Linked DNA regions of Mus musculus: region 1 is linked to region 2. The links are chromatin contacts, called in public HiChIP or PLAC-seq maps. All regions are on one chromosome and are shown on one strand. Each heading gives the region's core, a stretch centred on a gene start, on an enhancer-like site or on the middle of the called end of the contact. The rest is flanking DNA. Distances are from core to core; before and after follow the strand shown. Region 1 overlaps Wnt7b (wingless-type MMTV integration site family, member 7B). Region 2 holds the start of Ribc2 (RIB43A domain with coiled-coils 2).

Region 1 (4,596 bases), core at 1,092-3,591, 440 kb after region 2:
TAAATCTCTACCCACAGAGCAAACAGGCCCCTAAGAGCAGTGACCTCTGCCTGGCTTTTCTCTGGGCGGAGCCCTTTCCGCACGGGACCAGGCTGCCCCCAGGCTGCTGGGCTGGAACAAACACATGTGTGGAGAGTCACAGAATGCAAAGACAAGCACGGGACCCAAAGACAGTTTAGAACTGGAACTGAGACCATCCGGACCTGGAGAAAAACATGAAGCATCCTCTCTGGAAAGCAGGACCTTTAAAAAACAAAACAAAACAAAACAAAACAAAAAACAAAAAAACCTTCCCTGGGGCAGGCCCCTTAGCCCTCTGGTGCCACCACCCTTAAACTGCTCCAGCTCCTGCCTGGCCTAGCCCAGAGCTCAGTCTACACTGCACTGGCCCTGTCCCACCCCAGGGCCTTTCCCAGCCCTCCCAGCTGCAGCTGAAGCCTCTTGAACATCTTTCTTTGCTGCATTCTACCTACCCCGGATTAGGCCTCGCTCTTCTCGCTCCTGCTGTGCTGGACTTTCAGATCTGCTCCCTCTGCAGACAGACACATCTCCTCACAGGTATCGACCTCTCAGCCAGCTCGGAGCCCTTGGACTTCAGTGTGGGACCCCTGTCCTCTCCAAAGGCTCTGCCTTTTTGCCTGATGCTGACTCCCCAGGGCAAGGATTTCCCACCATTGCAATGTAACCAAGGTCACTAGGTCTCCTGTCCCAGTTCCCATTCTGGAAAGTAGGGTCAGGCTACTCTAAGCTTCCCTCTGGGCCCCCCAGCCTTGGCCCAGACAGCTACCCAGCTGCCCAGCAACTCCAGCCCACACTCCTGGCCCAGGGTGCTTTGTAATTCTTCCTTCTTGGGCATCCTCCGGTAAAATATTTGAAGAATGTTCTAATTATCTATGATCGGCCAGGAAGGCGGGCCTGGGTCCACTCATCCAGGAAGTAACCCAGCAAATCCCCCGGAGGGTGGGCTGAGCTCTCCCTCCGGTGGGCAGGTGTGTCCGGGACTTTTCCAGGCACTGAGGGGCCCAGGCGCTCTTCCCAGGCTCTGGATCACTCTTAGGGTGGGGGTGGGCGGTTGGTTGGGAGCCAGCACTAGAGGAACCTCGATGTTCTTGCCAGGTAAGTGGGGTTGGGAATGTCTCCGCAGTGCAGATTGGCCTGAGCCCCCAGATCAGAGTTCCCACCCACTCACACACCCACACACACACAGAGACATTAGCTACAATCTGAATTTGATTAGACTGACCAAGGAGAGCTCACCTAGGCCAGAACTGAGCACAGCAGGTCCCTTTGGCAGGTCTGTGGAACAGAACTGGTCAGGGCGGAACACAGCAGGTGCCAAGGCCCCTGCCCTCAGGCTACCTGTCTTCCCTCTGGTCCTCCTTCAGTCTTCCTCTGCTGGCTGGTAACCCCAGCTCAGAAACCTGGGCAGAGCATGTAGCTCCAAGCTGTGTTTTGTTCCTTGGCCCTTCTCCCTTCCCTCCTTCCCTTCTCCCCTCCTCTACTCTCTTCTTTGCCTTTTCTTTCTTTCAGGGTCTCATGTAGCCCAGGCTAACCTCAAAAGCACTAAGAAGTCAAGAATAACCATGAGCTTCCGATCCTCCTGCTTCTACCTCAAAGTGCTGGCACTGCAGCACCACCCCAATAGTGAGTACCTGGACCCAGGTGAGGCCCTGGAGGGAGTAGCAGAGGGGGCAGGTCCAGCCTGGCCATCCAACTAGCCCTTTAGCGTGCCCTGGCACATGGTCTACACCCATCGCCACAGTGCTGAAAGAGCATACACTTAGTTCAGCTTCCTGCTTGTTCTACTCATCCCTATAGCAGTTTCTGGGGTTGGACCTTGAAGCCTAAATGTACAGAGGGGAAAACAGACTGAGAGAGAGACCCAGAAGGAGGCAGTCAGGGGTTGCAGATGGCTGAGGGTGGGCAACTCTAGGCCTCTTCTTGGGAATTCATACACCTCCAAAACCCCTCCCTGGCCTGCTTGGGCCTCAGTTTCCCATTTGAATATCAAGGGGGCTGAGACGAAAGTCAGGGTACCTGTGGCTAGACCCCCCTCCCCCAAAGAGGGTCTTCGTGGCTGTGGAAACTAGGTTCCAGTTCTGCTAAGTCTCTGACTCTTTCTGACCCATCTGGGCCTTAGTCTACCCATCTGTCAGTAGTGGGGGACAGAGTCTGCCCATGGTTGGCAGTCCCTCCCCTCCAGCTTGGGCCCCACTTGCTCCTATCTTTCCAAGCCACTGCTCCCCTCAGCTGCTCCTGGTGTTCCCAGGCAAGAGAGTAGAGATTCTGCTAAGGGCTTTCCCACCCTTCCACATAGCTAACATTCCAGCCAGGCATCCCAGGACCCCACCCTGGAGAGAAAGAAGGCAGTCTGGGAGAAGCGGGGTGGTGAGCAGGAAGCCTGTGTAGGTTGGGGTGGTTGAAGATGGGAAAGCCACGCCCACCCAGTGGCACATGGCGACATGGGCAAAGAGCTTAAGGGGGCTAATGGGTTCACTGAGTCCTCATGGGGGTCACTGTCATTTCACTGACTGACCTCTGACTTCAGAAACTTCAGGGCCTTTCCTGGCACGCAGGGCCCAACATAACATACCAAGTCCTGGCCTTAATGGATCAGGTCTTTGCCCTCAGAAGGGTACCCTGTCTCTCCAGCAGTCAGATGGGACTCCTGGGTCCACTGTGCCTCCACCTCCAAGAAGCCTGTCTGACCCTGCTCAGTTCTCACTTTGAAAACACCGTGTGTGTGTGTGTGTGTGTGTGTGTGTGTGTGTGTGTGTGTGTGTGCCAGGCCCAGCACAGAGGCTGAGGTGGCTCCCCTGGCCCATACTCTTTGCTTCCTACAGTACAAATGGAGACAGCCACATTCAGAGATGCCAGGGCCCCCCCGAGGCTGTGAGGCTGGCTGAAGCCCAACTGGTGCTGAGACCCCCCCATAAGCCCAGCATGGCACTTGCTTTAAAACCTATGTGATACAAGGTGCCCTGAAGGCATGGCTGGCCAAGACACCAACCTGAGACATAGGGACAGAAGGACAGGTGGGTGTAAACGGTGGGAGGGAGTTGGCAGGCCCCACTGGCCTACCGCCAGTTTGGGAGTCTAAACACTGGATGGCTGAGCCAGCACTTCCTGGGATACTGAGTATGTTCTGAGCTGTGAGTCTGGGGACCAAGTCCCACACATGGAGGACAGCAAGTCACCATCTCTCTACAGACAGACCTCAAGGCAGGGCTGAGTTCTTATGCAGAATCAGGTGGGAGACAGAGCCTAGAGAGGGTGGGGCCTGCCTGACCACACAGCAAGCACCCAGGGCAGTGTGAGCCTCAGCCAGGAGCCTGCCCATTCCTGACATCTTTTGTCATCACAGCTGGGGCCTGTCTGAGTCAGAAGCCCCCTGGGGACTGTACCATGATCCCTCACCTTAGGATGTTCCCCATGACCTTGATGGCTTCCCCAGTCAGCAGCCTCAGAATGAATGCCCTGGGAAGGGGGCCACTCAATCCCAGTGGCTAGCCTGGCTAGCAGCCCATTATTCCCATTTTCCAGAGGATGCTCAAAGAAGGGCTGTGTTTGGTCCAAGGCTGAATAGTAGCTTGGCAGCAATAAAACCAAAGGCTTTGTCTCTGCCTCCTTGATACCTTCCCGCTGCAGCTGTGGCTACCCTGTTCCTTCCTGCTACAGGAGTCCCCGCATTGGAAGGCACAGGCGAAGAGGGGTCTGGCCTTGTAGCCCTGACTACACACCCTGTCCCATTGCTCTGTCTGTGTGTGTGTGGGGGGGGGGGAGGTGTCCAGAAAGCATCACTGACCTACAAGCCGCCAACCTATGTTGCCTCTGGAGCAGGGCTATCACACACACACACAAAAGGACTTCCCTCAGGTGGAGTCATTGTCACATACTCTACCACAACCATGCCAGGAAGGAAACGCAGAACCTCAGGCATGGCCGCCACAGGCGCCACAGCCTGAAGGGAAGGAAGCTGTCCAGCTCTATCTATCCTGTACCTCACCCTCTGCAAGAGGACAGACATCTAAGCACTATTCTTCCTGAGCATTTTCAGGGCTGTGTCCCTGGAGTCCCTCATGCTATGCATCTCTGTCCCAGAGCTGTGACAGGGTAAATAGCAGCTAGAATTGTGAGCCCCTGGCAAGCACTCTCTCTACACCACCTGCCTGCCCAACCAACCTCAGGCTCGCTCATTTTGCACAGTGCTTTGGCCATGGTACATTCAAGCCCATCCAAAGGTTCAAAAGGTCACCCCGAGAAGCTGGCAGGCTTAATCTGGTGCTCCACCCTGTGGCAGGGTCACCAAAGGGAATGTCAGCCCTGCTTGGTCCACAAGAAGGCCACTCCAGCACTCCGGTCTACTGGAACATTACGGTGGCTTAGATTCATCCTTTCCCCACAGGCCAACCTGGTCTACCTGACCACAGAAACACAGAGATAGCAGGTTGACAAATCTGGCTCCTGGGGAGGGTCAGCTCTTGGAAAGTCCCAGCACTTCCTGCTAGAGGTGAACCTCCCAGAAGGTGTTCAGACTCAGCCCAGCCCTCAGTCTCTGCCTCAACCTCAGACTGATAGAGGTGACTTCTGAAGCAT
Region 2 (4,713 bases), core at 1,165-3,664:
GTGAATGTTTTCTCTTCTCCACTGTCCTCTATGTATATAATTGTCACACTTGCAGAAGAAGAAACAGGTTTTCCAGTATGTGCTCCATGAATAAGTTCTTGAATGTTTTTTACTCTTAAATTAGTTGTCTTTTCTCCCATTACAAAACTAAGTGCATCCATTACATTAGATTTTCCTGGAGAAGAAAAGAGTTTTAAAGATTCATTCTTAATGACTGAAAACCTTCTCAGAGCCAAAGAAATCAAACTACCAATAGAAGTGAAATATAACCAATATGCAAGTCTCAGAAATCTTGTCTGGTCACTGTTCAAAATTGATGTGATTAAAAGTCCAAGTAGGTGGTCTGTTTCTTTCATGTAGCTGGGGCAGAGTGGTATGAATGTAAGGATATAAATACATGAATCAAAAATGAATTAATGAATGTAAGGATATAAATACATGAATCAAAAATGAATTAAGTGAATAAAATTAAAACAAACATGAATCTCAGCACTCTCCCATTACTGGATATCACACTAGAGCAAACCATTTAACAACTCTATTTTAGTAATTCCCATTTTATAGAGAAATGATCGCATAAACATTTCAACAGCACACTATACCTCTATACTTAAAAAATTGAAAACGCTAAATGAATCTACAATCTTCTAAAGAATAAGACTGCTAGAATCTTCAGGATTTTTATACTTGGATCAGGGCAAGGGTTCTACAATTTCTTGGTAATAATGGCTCATGGTGCTTAAACTTGGCAAGGCATGACTAGAATTAAATATGTGCTTCCTTCCAGGAGTCTGGAATTTTGGCATGTGCCATCTCCCTGTGCACTGAGTCCATGAGACCTTTGATAGGTGATATTTCAACATGAGAACATACTGCTGAAGGAATTTATCTTTTCCCACTGCTGAGTTTGCTTTGGACTTCTCAACTGTAATGCATAATCACCCCCGAGTAAACAATATGTCAAACACTGAAGGATCTCCTAGCAAATCATTAAACCACAAGGAGATCTTCACCCAATGAGATCTTCACCCAGTGGTAGATTTGCTATATAAGGAATATTAAAGATGAGTCTGTTCTATCAAAACTATAAAACTTTTAAGTGCTCAGACTGCAGACATCTGCAGTGACTGATTTAGGAAAACTATTCTAGAAATTATCGTTGGGGCTCTAAAATTCCCTTTAATTCTTCCTATTAACTATGCTCGGGTTACAAGTGTTTTGTTTTGTTCCAACAAAGGCCAAATCCATTTCATTCTTAGTACTTGCGGTTGTTGGGCTGAGATGGGGGTTGGGGACGGAGATGGGACTACAGGGAAGGAAGGCAGGGGAAGGATGAGAACAGCCAGCAAGGGTTGGTGGCCCAGGATTCGGGGCTCTTGGGTCTAGTCCATTGGGAAACACTGAAACCTCAGGCCAGTGGTCTCCTGGGTCCCATTCTGGTCTACAGTGGGTAAAGGGGAGAGGGGGGTGGGTTTGATGGTGGGTTCTCGTCCCCCAACAACGGGGGGGGGGGCGGTTCAGAGGTCCCTGGATCCCCTCAGATAGGGAGGTGGGGGAGGGTTACAGATAGATGAGCTGGGCTGCCGAAGGGGCTTGGTTCCTTCAGACCAACGGGGGGGGGGGGGGGGGCGTGGGTCCCCTCAGGCCTACAGCAGTCAACAGCAGGGGACTGGGGTGGCTCCATCCCCTCAGGCCAACCAAGGATGGGGTGGGGGATTCAAGGTGACAGCCGGTCCTTGGGTTCCCTTGGGCCTACAGCCGTCAACAGTGGAGTCGGGGCAACAGCGTGGGGGTTGGGGGGGGGCCCTGGGGTGCCTCCGTCTCCTCAGGCCAGCAATGGGCAATGGCTGACCCTGGCTTTCCTCAGGCCAACAGTGAGGGCCCTTGGTCTAACATGGGACCCTGGGTGCCCTAAGGTCTACAGGGGTCCTGGGTCCCCTCGGGACTACAACAGTCACAACGGAGTTGGGGTTTGTGGTTTCGGTCCCGGCAGACCCACAGGAGGCGACAACGGGGGCTGGGGGGTGGCTCGGTCCCCTCAGGTTAACAAGAGCCGAGAGTGGGTCCCTGGGTCCCCTCGGGTCTACAGCGGGCGACAGCGGCCCGTGGATCCCGAGGCCGTGGATTTCTGGGGCGCTGGTTACCGGAGCCGTTGGGGCCAATGATGCAGGTGAACCTCTTGAAAGGGCCGATGACCTGGCGGCCTCGCCACGACTTGAAATTCTCCACGAGCAGCAGCTCAAGGTGCCCCATGGCTGCGCGCCGTGCCTCAGCCGCTTCCTCGTGCTCCCGTGAGGAAAAAAAAAAAAAAAGCGCGGGAAGAAATTCTTTTCGAAGTCTCGCGAGACTGGCGCGGGGGAAGGAGAGCGAGCGAGGCGCCGTTGCTTAGCAACGGAGGTTGGCGTTGCCCGGGGAATTGGATCCCTGCTCCGCTGCGGAAAGCGGACCGCCGGGACAGACTTGCTCTCAAACTTTTGTGGGCGCTGCTTCTCGGCGCTGTAGCTTTGCTTATTTCTGTGGGCTTTTCTTGCCGTGTTTTTTTTTTCCGGATAGCTCCTGAAGCCCAGCCGAGTCCCAGAGCCATGGAGGTAGCGATGTCTAAGGACCTACAACAGGAGGCCAACCTAGCCAAGAAGCGGTACATTGACCTGTGCAGGCAGGGACGGATCTTCGACGCCAGGAACAGGATCATTGGGGTGAGGCACTAGGGACGGGACAGAGAGGAGCCAAGACTTTATATGGAAGCAAAGTTTGGCTGTCTAGATTTGGAAATCCTTACCTTACCAGCAGGAGCCAGTTCTGGGAGCGAGGCATTTGCTTCCTTGCAGGTGACAAATGCTCTGGCTAGCTTGAGTAAGGTCCAGGAGGTGGGTGACCTTGCAGTAGTGAAATAGGCAGACTTTAAAACACAGAAAATGTGGTGGGATCTACACCAGCACTGACTGGAGCCTGGAGGGGAAATCAGAGAGGGCTTCACAGAGTAGTGGTACTTAAACAATGTTGGGAGTGTGTGTATATAGGAAATGAAGGAAGCTCTGGTGACAGCTGACAGCGCAGGCAGAAGACCCAGCCATAAGCAAAGGCTTCCACGTATGGGAAGGGAACCTTTAATGCTGTGGCCAGATGAGAGGGTTCGTGGCCTACTGAATAATGCTAGCTGGCTCTAACCCCTCTTCCCTTGTCCATTCCTAGGGAGACACACAAGCCTGGGATTTTCAAGTCCGTGACCAGAAGATAAAAGAAATAACTGACAAAGCTAGGCATGAAGCCTTTGGTGAGCACTTCTAAAATGCCCAGCTATTTCTTACGGCCTCTAAAATATCAGCTATCTCTTAGGGCCTCATGTCTTCCTCTTACAGCTGAGAAGAACAGACACACACACACACACACACACACACACACACACACACACGTATGAGCACATACACAGAGTTGTTCTTATGGCCTTTTTGTGCTCAGTTAGCTTAATAAGCATATTCTTCCTCTCAAGAAGAAGCAGTTATCGCAGTTACTGGTTTGGTTTTTGGTTTTTTGAGACAGGGTTTCTCTGTGCAGCCCTGGCTGTCCTGGAACTCACTCTGTAGACCAGGCTGGCCTCGAACTCAGAAATCCGCCTGCCTCTGCCTCCCAGGTGCTGGGATTAAAGACATGCGCCACCACTGCCCGGCAGCTTGAATTTTTAATGTACATCTTAGGAGATACATCTTTAAAATATTAGCATCGTTTTGTGTTTTCTTTAAAAAATTTCTTTCTCTCTAAAAAGGAAAGACTTTAAATACATACGTACACATTCTCTGCTTCAAAACTCAAGGCCGACCTTCTACAGAGGACAGCTGTTGGTATCAAGTGACACTTGTGTGCTGGAGCATGCGTGAATGCACACACATGCACGCATACATGCATAATACGCACACGTACACACGCGCTGGCACACAGACACAGACACACGCACACACGTGTGCTCACACGCACAAGCACGCACTCGCACACAGAGTTATCATCTCCACCATCTTTCTTTTAACATTTCCCACTTTGCTGTGCTCAGTTAACTGGATGAGTGTGTTCTTCCTGCCAAGAAAAAGCAGCGTTGAGTGGGAAGTTCTGAGCCACCCGGGGATTTACGTGGTTCAAGTCGCGTTCTAGGTCCTCGATCAGAATTTCAAACACAATCCACTTTTCCTTTCTTGGTTAGCAATTTCACAAGCGATTGAACATTTGTTTGTTTGTTTGTTTGTTTGTTTGTTTTATTAAATACCACAGGGGTTTGTAAATTTGTAAAAGGTGGACATATAAAATTTTAGAGGCGAATGGACTACCAACCTAAGTCTTAGAACATGGTCAGGAAAAGACAAAAATCTGTTGTCTGTGTGATTGTTGGAGGAGTTGGATTATGAGGGAAGTTGCTTTTCTTTTTTTATACTATTATACATTTTCCAAACTTTTCAGTCTTATTTACTTTTATTTATAAAGTAACTCAAACTTATAACACCAATGGTACAGACACCTGCAGCTACCACCAGGTCCGATATCAACATTTGCCATGTTGGCCTCTAGTTTTTTTCCTCTAAGAGTTTGTTCTGAGAACTGTATTGTATATAGCACAAGTGCCCCCCCATTATTATCCCCCACCCCACTTTTTGTTTTGTTTTGTTTTGTTTTGTTTTGTTTTGTTTGAGACAGGGTTTCTCTGTATAGCCCTGGCTGTCCTGGAAC

Evidence for each region. HiChIP or PLAC-seq counts read pairs in DNA pulled down with a chosen protein or histone mark.
Region 1: an H3K4me3 HiChIP or PLAC-seq map of embryonic stem cells shows a contact between it and region 2, with 13 read pairs. The contact joins the enhancer-like site here to the promoter of Ribc2 in region 2. A contact is called at or near these places in 13 of 39 promoter capture datasets (the 3T3-L1 cell line, 3T3-L1-derived adipocytes, the C10 cell line and 8 more), 5 of 484 Hi-C or Micro-C datasets (the AtT-20 cell line, the C3H10T1/2 cell line, embryonic retina and 2 more), 9 of 115 datasets of contacts at active chromatin or transcription factors (astrocytes, craniofacial prominence, embryonic basal ganglia and 6 more) and 1 of 9 other capture datasets (adipose tissue).

What each region holds. Positions count from the first base shown.
Region 1 is chr15:85,566,265-85,570,860 of GRCm38.p6, forward strand. All of the region lies in intron 1 of Wnt7b (wingless-type MMTV integration site family, member 7B), which reads right to left. Among named protein-coding and RNA genes, the nearest start is that of AU022754, 13 kb to the right of the region's middle. Within about 2 kb of position 2,342, at least 54 of the 459 cell types and tissues checked have an H3K27ac peak or open chromatin away from gene starts, as enhancers often do. A contact at or near this core is called in embryonic stem cells and neural stem cells, where this site is marked.
Region 2 is chr15:85,129,685-85,134,397 of GRCm38.p6, forward strand. Ribc2 (RIB43A domain with coiled-coils 2) reads left to right here and starts at 2,415. Exons shown (of 7, transcript NM_026357.2): 1 at 2,415-2,696; 2 at 3,193-3,274. The coding sequence starts at 2,583. Smc1b (structural maintenance of chromosomes 1B) reads right to left here and starts at 2,273. Exons shown (of 25, transcript NM_080470.1): 1 at 2,145-2,273; 2 at 1-175. The coding sequence starts at 2,253.